2 separate regions of the Triticum aestivum genome follow, and region 1 is linked to region 2. Evidence: chromatin contacts called from public Hi-C data. All regions are on one chromosome and are shown on one strand. Each heading gives the region's core, a stretch centred on a gene start, on an enhancer-like site or on the middle of the called end of the contact. The rest is flanking DNA. Distances are from core to core; before and after follow the strand shown.

Evidence for each region. A called contact is a pair of places that touch in the nucleus more often than the background predicts.
Region 1: a contact with region 2 is called in a Hi-C map of leaf, with 4 times the contacts expected there. The contact joins the promoter of LOC123155460 here to the promoter of LOC123156792 in region 2. A contact is called at or near these places in 2 of 5 Hi-C or Micro-C datasets (both in leaf).

The regions. Positions count from the first base shown.
Region 1 is chr7B:330,310,463-330,314,231 of IWGSC CS RefSeq v2.1, reverse strand. LOC123155460 (protein NTM1-like 9) reads left to right here and starts at 1,865. Exons shown (of 7, transcript XM_044573638.1): 1 at 1,865-2,237; 2 at 2,810-3,096; 3 at 3,394-3,723. The coding sequence starts at 2,069.
Region 2 is chr7B:330,037,624-330,041,789 of IWGSC CS RefSeq v2.1, reverse strand. It overlaps LOC123156792 (stomatin-like protein 2, mitochondrial), which reads left to right and starts at 2,099. Exons shown (of 10, transcript XR_006478408.1): 1 at 2,099-2,329; 2 at 2,411-2,657.

The DNA.
Region 1 (3,769 bases), core at 616-3,115, 270 kb before region 2:
ACCATCAGCCTGAGACGCACAGATCGGGACCCCCTACCCGAGATCCGCCGGTTTTGATACCGACACCGCCCACTTCAAATATGGACCCTCCGCCCTGGTGGCAGGGGACGAGGCAGAAGAACTTCTTCCATAGCTCAAAATGAGCCTCGCAGCCTAAAAATAACTCGCAAAGGGCGACAAAACCGGAAATGTGCAAAATAGAACCTGGTGTGAGGTTGTGCAGTTAGATCCCGTAATATTCCAGTAGACCCCTGTGGAAGCGGTGAATTGGGAATCCCACGCCCTGAGAAGGAACGAGATAAAGCACATCCTCTCTCCTTGGCTGGGATTGGGGAAATTCTCTGCCAATACATCATCCCATAGAAGTTAACCTGGTCGTACGGAGACTAGATCCGCGGCGGCGGGGAGGAGGGGGGAGGGGTATATCCTTGCGTCTGGAGTTGATTGAGCTGGAGATGGGATACGGAACAACTTTGCCAGTCCCCTTCTTGAGGGCGATGAGGACGCGAGGAGTAGCCGGGGACACTAGCCATGGTTTGAATTTCTTTTGTGGTTTGCTCTGTTGCTCTTGGGGCGATGCGAGATGACGTTTTTGGAGATCTGATCTCGTTATATAGGCGCTGCTTGTGCCTGCTAGAAAATATTAAAAAACAAGGATAGCGAACCGTTCGCATTCGCTCAGATGCGTGGAAATCGAGGCGACGACATGAAGGAATCATAAAGGCTGGACATGAAAAACGATGCCGGACTATCATCAATCCGGAGTATGGTGGAGAACCCGCCTTGCAAAGCCGAAGACTTATATCCGCACACTACATTGTCATTGAAGGCAAGTTCGGGCGCTACCGAGGGAGTCCTGGATTCGGGGGCCCTCAGGTGTCCGGCCCAGGAGTATGGGCCGGGTTGGATGGGCCGTACAAGATCAAGCTGAAGATTATCCTCCGTGTCCGGATGGGACTTCTCAATACGTAGACGACAAAATTAGAGTCCGGAAGTTTTCTTCCCTGATGAACCGACCTTGTACAAACCCTAGGCCCCTCCGATGTGTATATAAACTGGAGGGGTTAGTCCGTAGAGGCTATCTTCTTTACCGTCATTGGAATACTCATAGGCTAGACATCTAGGGTTTAACCATTACAATCTCGAGGTAGATCCACTCTTGTAATCTTCATACTCGTCGAATATAATCAAGCAGGAGTAGGGTTTTACCTCCCTTAAGAGAGCCCGAACCTAGATAAACACCGTGTCCTCTGTCTCTTGTTACCATTTATCCTTAAACGCACAGCTTGGTCCCCCTACCCGAGATCTGCCGGTTCTGACACCGACAGTGTCCATCCTATACCTTGTACGCTTTTCTGCCCTATCAATGCAATGATACGCTGCTAGGCGTATTCGAGAAAAAGAACTTTAGGTAGCTGGCTAATATAGTTGATTTACATGTAACAAACTCCTGATCTCTAGCTTTCTCTTTTGCTTGATAAAGCTTGGTGACGGCCTATTGCACGATCTGTGCAGCGTTTACATCACCTTCATGTAATTTGACTACGGCAGTCGGGCTCTTGTCCGTTTTGAATGCATAAGATAGATTATGATGCATAAGATAGATTATGATCTACCTTTTCTTAAAGAAAAACGGCGGGCGTGTGACCGGCCGAACCTTACGGCAGTAAGCCGGCGGCCTAATATTTTTGAGTGGGAGAAAAACAAGAGCCGTCCCCGCCCCCGCCCCCGCATCACTGCTGGACTGGTTCACTGGACAGTGGGCGGCGTGGTGCCGCGGCAGTGGCCGAACCGTAATATTATGGTCATCAAGGGGGTAAACACGGACGCGGGGGTATATACAGAGCAAATTCCAGACGCGGTAAAGGAAGGCACGCGGCACTCGCTTTCTTCGCACACACGTCTCCTCCCCGCATCCTCCCCTAAAAATCCCCAAATCCGACCAAACCCTAGGCAAAATCCACTCCCCTCCGCTTCCTTCGCTGCTAAGTATATCTCCTGAGCTCCGAATCTCCTACCGGGTTGGGTCTCGTAGTCGTTGGATGAGAGCTTGGGACAGTGGAGGAGCATGACGGTGATGGAGCTGAAGGCGCTACCGCTCGGTTTCCGGTTCCACCCCACCGACGAGGAGCTCGTCAGGCACTACCTCAAGGGGAAGATCACGGGGCAGATCAAGAACGAGGTCGAGGTGATCCCGGAGATCGACGTCTGCAAGTGCGAGCCGTGGGACCTCCCAGGTACTGCCGCTCCTGCCGCCTCTTGTGTGTGTGGGGATGTTTTGGTCCTGGAGCTTGGATGATCGTCTCGTATGCGGTTGGACTCGGGGGCTCCGTTGTGTCTTTGTTTTGCGGCTTCTGATTTTGGTCGCTGCGATTCGTGCCTAATTTGGGGTTCTGAGTTTGATTTCCCCCCATTTTGTCTCCCCCGTTTTGTACGCGTTGCTGTTCTTATAACCATTCCAGCCAGTCTGTTCTTGCGATTCTCAGTGGGCGCGTTCCGTTTGGGGGATTCTGATCCCTAGGGCACCATCCTTTTTTGTTAGTTCGTTGGATTCACTGGCTGATTCTCGCGGTTTGCATCGTGCTGTTTGGGGGCTGCGAAATTCAGTAAAAAAGGTGTTCGGGTGCTGATATTTGATACGATTCCCTCGATGCCTGCTATATATTTCTCTAGTATACCCTCTTTCCGAGATGCGATTTGGTGCGATGCAGCTGTAACTATTGGGCGTGGTGCTATTTAATAATTTGAATGTCAATACCTTTGGATGAAGATTCCATTTCTTCTGACGCCGGTATTGTGGTGCTTGAAGATAAAGCTTTGATCCGCTCGGAGGATCCGGAGTGGTTCTTCTTTGCACCCAAGGACCGCAAGTACCCCAATGGAAGCAGGTCAAACAGGGCGACGGAGGCTGGGTACTGGAAGGCGACCGGGAAGGACAGGGTCATCAAGTCCAAGGGCGAGAAGAAGAAGCAGCATATGATTGGCATGAAGAAGACCCTTGTTTTCCACCGAGGACGTGCTCCGAAAGGGGAGCGCACTGGTTGGATTATGCACGAGTACCGCACCACCGAGCCAGAGTTTGAGTCTGGCGAGCAGGTATGGGCCTCTATCTGTTTCTTTCTCAGTTTTTCGTGGCAGTGCTGTTAGATTCTGTTCACAGTGCGGTTCTAAGTTCTTAGATATAACAGGCTCATTGACCAACATTTTCTGAAACCTACCAGTTTGATTTTAGACTGTAAAATGAAGTAACAACATAATCAACACAGTACAAATCCGATTGTCTGCACGCTTTGAGCAGTCAAAATAAACAAAAAGAAAATTGCCCCTGGATTGGAAATGGTTACTACTACCTCGTTGTCTGATACTTCTGCTGTGATATTTGTGTACTTTCAGGGTGGTTATGTTCTCTACCGCCTATTTCAAAAGCAATTGGAGAAAACTGAGCGCTCCATTCCAGAGGAAATGGATAGAAGTGGCTACTCTCCCACTCCATCTCGTTCAACTCCTGACAACATGGAAGCAAACGAGGAAGCTATCACACTCATAAATAAGGAATCTCCTGAATCTGGTCTGCATGGATGTCCAATTGAGTTGCCAGGTACAATTGATACTCCGGGCACACCGGTTACAAGGTGGCTTGCAGACCGAAATGGCAATTCGGGGATAGATGAAGCAAATGTTTTAGGCATGCCTTCTCATGGTAATGTCGATGAAAGTCCCAAGGTGAGCAGAACTGTGTACCTCTATATCATGCATTATTTAAGTGTAC
Region 2 (4,166 bases), core at 850-3,349:
GCTAGCCAGGGCAGGCTAATGGCGTTGACAAGTTTTCAGGCCAGGCTAGAAGGAGATGACTGAGGACACCAACCAAATAGAATCCAGGCAGATCTCAGGCACCCTTCTGGCCAGGCAATCTTGCTCCAGGACATGATCCAAACAGGCCCGTGATCCCGTTATCAAATGAGAATGCATGTCTATGGTTAGGAAACCTTAACGATCTTTTGATCAACGAGCTAGTCTAGTGGAGGCTTACTAGGGACTTGGTATTTGCTATGTATTCACACATGTATTTAAGTTTCCAATCAATACAATTATAGCATGAATAATAAACCTTTATCATGACTAAGGAAATATAATAATAACCACTTTATTATTGCCTCTAGGGCATATTTCCAACAATAATACAATAGATATAATACAAATATAAAATTGGAATGAGTTTCCAACAGTACCTAAAAGTGGTGATTTGCTTTATTATACTAATAGATCTCACGAGTTTTCTGTTGAGTTTTGTGTTATGAAGTTTCCAAGTTTTGAGTGAAGTTTTGATGAGGTAAGGAATAAGGAGTGGCAAGAGCCTAAGCTTGGGGATGTCCAAGGCACCACAAGGTAATATTCAAGTGCAATCAAGCGTTTAAGCTTGGGTATGCCCCGAAAGGCATCCCCTCTTTTGTCTACAATCCATCGGTAAATTACTTGAGGCTATATTTGTTTCACTACATGATATGCGTTTTGCTTGAAGCGTCGTGTATTATATGAGTCTTTGATTGATTTGCTTTTTAGTTTTCCACAATCATCCTAGCTGGTCACACCTTTTCGAGAGGGACACACATTAATTGTGAATTTATAGAATACTCTTTGAGCTTCACTTATATCTTTTGAGTTAGGTAGCTGCTCTAGTGCTTTACTTATATCTTTTAGAGCACGGTGGTGATTACATTTTAAAGAAATTGATGAACTCTCATGCTTCACTTACTATTATTTTGAGAGTCTTATAAATAGTATGACAATTTGCTTGGGTTATGAATTTAGTCATAATATGATGGGTATTCAAGAGGGATATAATAAAAAAAATCATAAAGATCATTGGATATATGAAAAAGTTTGATTCCTTGCATTTGTTTTGAGATATAAAGATGATGATATTAGAGTCATACTAGTGAGTAATTGTCGTTCAGTAAGAATATTTTGTGTTAAGGTCTATGATTCCTGAAGCATATGCACGTATGGTCTCTCGTTATGCTATGAAATTGGAGCATGCTTATTATTGATTGTCTTCCTTTGCGTGGAGGTCGGGAGCGTGCGATAGTTAACTCCTACCAACACCCCGCTAGGAGCATGCGTAATAGTACTTTGCTTCGAGGGCTAATAACCTCTTCTAACAAGTATTTGAGTTCTTTATGATTAATGTGAGTCCATGAATTATACGCACTCTTACCTTTCAGCAATTTGCTAGTCTTTTCGGTACCGTGCACTTTCCCTTCTCACCTCGACTTGTGGTGCAAACTTCACCGGTGTATTCAAACCCCGTGATATGATACGCTCTATCACACATAAGTCTATTTATATCTTTCTTAAAAGTCAAAACAGCCACCATACCTACCTATTATGGTATTTTCATAACCATTCTGAAATATATTGTCATGCAACTTCCACCGTCCCATTTTATTACGACACATATTATCGTTGTCATATTGCTTTGCATGATCATATAATTGACATACTACTATGGACCCGTAGGTCCCGAAGGAACTACTCACACACATCATCATGGAGGGAGCAAGGTTGATGAAGATAGCCTCCCAATGATTCCACCCCCTCCGATAGAGTACCAAAATAGGCCTCTGGATAAGATCACTTCAGAACAGAGGCTTGCAACGATAATAAAATCATTTCGAGTCTCGCTTTGAGGGTTTCAGAATACGCGAGAATTTATAAGCCAAAAAGCAGTGCAAACGGAGTGTAGGGTGGCTTGTGAGCCACCCAGCACGCCTATCCCTGAGGGTGCGCCCCACGCTTGTTATACCATTAGCCCGAGAGAATAGTATTTGAAGTTTCTAATGGTATTATTTTTGTGATGGAGAAGAAAATAAATAAATAAATAAGAAAAATAGAGTAGAGAAGAGTATCGACTCGCCTAAATCACGGGAGGAAAAACCTCACACTTCCTTACGTCTACCCGAGTCGCCCGAAAAGCCCAGCACTTTCTTCCCTTTCGATTTCGCACGATGGCGACTCTCCTCCGCCGATCCGCCGCCCCCGCGCGGCAGCTTCTCCTCCTTCCCCGCCAGCTCGGCGCCGCCCGCTCCATGTCCCGCTACTACGCCCGTGACGAGGTTTCACGGTAACGCTTAAATCCCTAGCACTTCCTTCCGCGTTCCGGAACCTTCTAGCGGTCTGACGTTTCGCCGTGTGGTGGTACCAGGTTCGACGCGCTGAGCACGCCGGTGAACTGGGGCGTGAGCATCGTGCCGGAGAAGAAGGCCTTCGTGATTGAGCGTTTCGGCAAGTACCTCAAGACGCTCGACTCCGGGATCCACGGGCTCGTCCCCCTCGTCGACCGCATCGCCTACGTGCACTCTCTCAAGGAGGAAGCCATCCCCATCCCCGACCAGTCCGCTATTACCAAGGATAACGTGGTCATCCAGATCGACGGCGTCCTCTACGTCAAGGTATACCTCGTTCTCGCCTTGCCTTTTGGTCCTCACTAGCGAGGCTGCATTTCTGCTGTTACTTCTAGGGGTCTGGTGCTTATCCGGTCGTCTAGGGGAGATGGTGGATGGATGCGGCGTGTTTCGGTAGAAGTTTCGTGTTATATGTTGTCATGAGCCACCATCACATTGAATTAGGACAGATCATCTGGTCTTAGAAATGCGCCTCAATGATCGATTTTTATAGCCTCAAGTTCATGCTGTATTGTTGCTGTTGGTGGTGGTTTGATACTCCAATCCGGAAGTTCTGTCACAATGGAAATTACTCTGGAGAACCAAGCTGGAAGTGTGAAGGCAGGTAGATAATACTTGATTTGGAGTTTAGGACAATTCATCTGGTTGTTAAAACAGATTTCGTGTGTGATGCTTATATCTGTAAATTACTCCTCTTGTGGCCACTTCCTGAGCAAACTCAAGATTTCTGTTCACCTTAGTTATCCACCTCTGAAACATTCACAGAGTCAGCTTGCCTTGTATTAGGACAGAAAAGATATCCCATAGTTGGTATTCTTTTTCCGGTATTTATCAGCATGGGATATTGGGGTTTATTGTGGCACTGCGTGTCCAGTTGGTGCAGGTTGCTCTACTTCTGTGGGGATATTGGGGTTTATTGTGGCACCGGGTGTCCAGTTGGTGCAGGTTGATCTACTTCTGTAGGACTTGAGGATGGGTATAGCATATGCTCCTCCTGATTGCATTGAGCTGTAGATGCCATGGCCTATGTTTAACGTGATCAATGCATGGGCTCACTTTCAATGACTCTAGCATTAGCAAAGTTAAGATGATGCATGGCCTCATCATGTAATCCCCTGTCAGTTACATGATATCAACCAATGTTGTTCCCTACTGCTTCTAGTTTCGACTCGCATGTTGGCACTTGTATCATTCTTCCATACCTTGTCTGCTGTCCATGTTAATCTGGCTTATGTGCATCTGGTAGGTGATGAGGGTCCATAATGAACAATGCTCTGGACTTGTGGTGCACAAAAGTGTTAGGGTCTGACCTAGGGCCACAGCAGTAACAATTGACTGTAAAAGCAACTTTGTGTGGATATGCTGCTGTTCAAATTTCATTTGCAGAGGGTGCATACATTTGTAATAATAATCGACTTAGGTGCTCTCTTGGTAATTTGTAGGTCCATTGTTGAGCATTTCACAGGTTTGGGGTAGATCCTGTTTAGATTGTTTGGGGATATAGATGGTAAAGCTCCACTGCAATGAGTTTCATTTGTACATGTACTGCTCATTTCCTTGTCATGTAATCTTCACAGGCTTCATGGGACCACACTTAGTTTTTTTTTTGATTCAATGCTGTTGAAATGGTTCAGGTTGGATGGCTACTGTGATGAATGGCGTAATTGGTAGTTAGATTTGTATTTCCTGGGTATGTATATGTTTTGTTTGATCGTAATAGTTAGCAAGCTTGCTTTATCTGTGTTGAGGATATCTGACACTTTCAGATAACTTCGT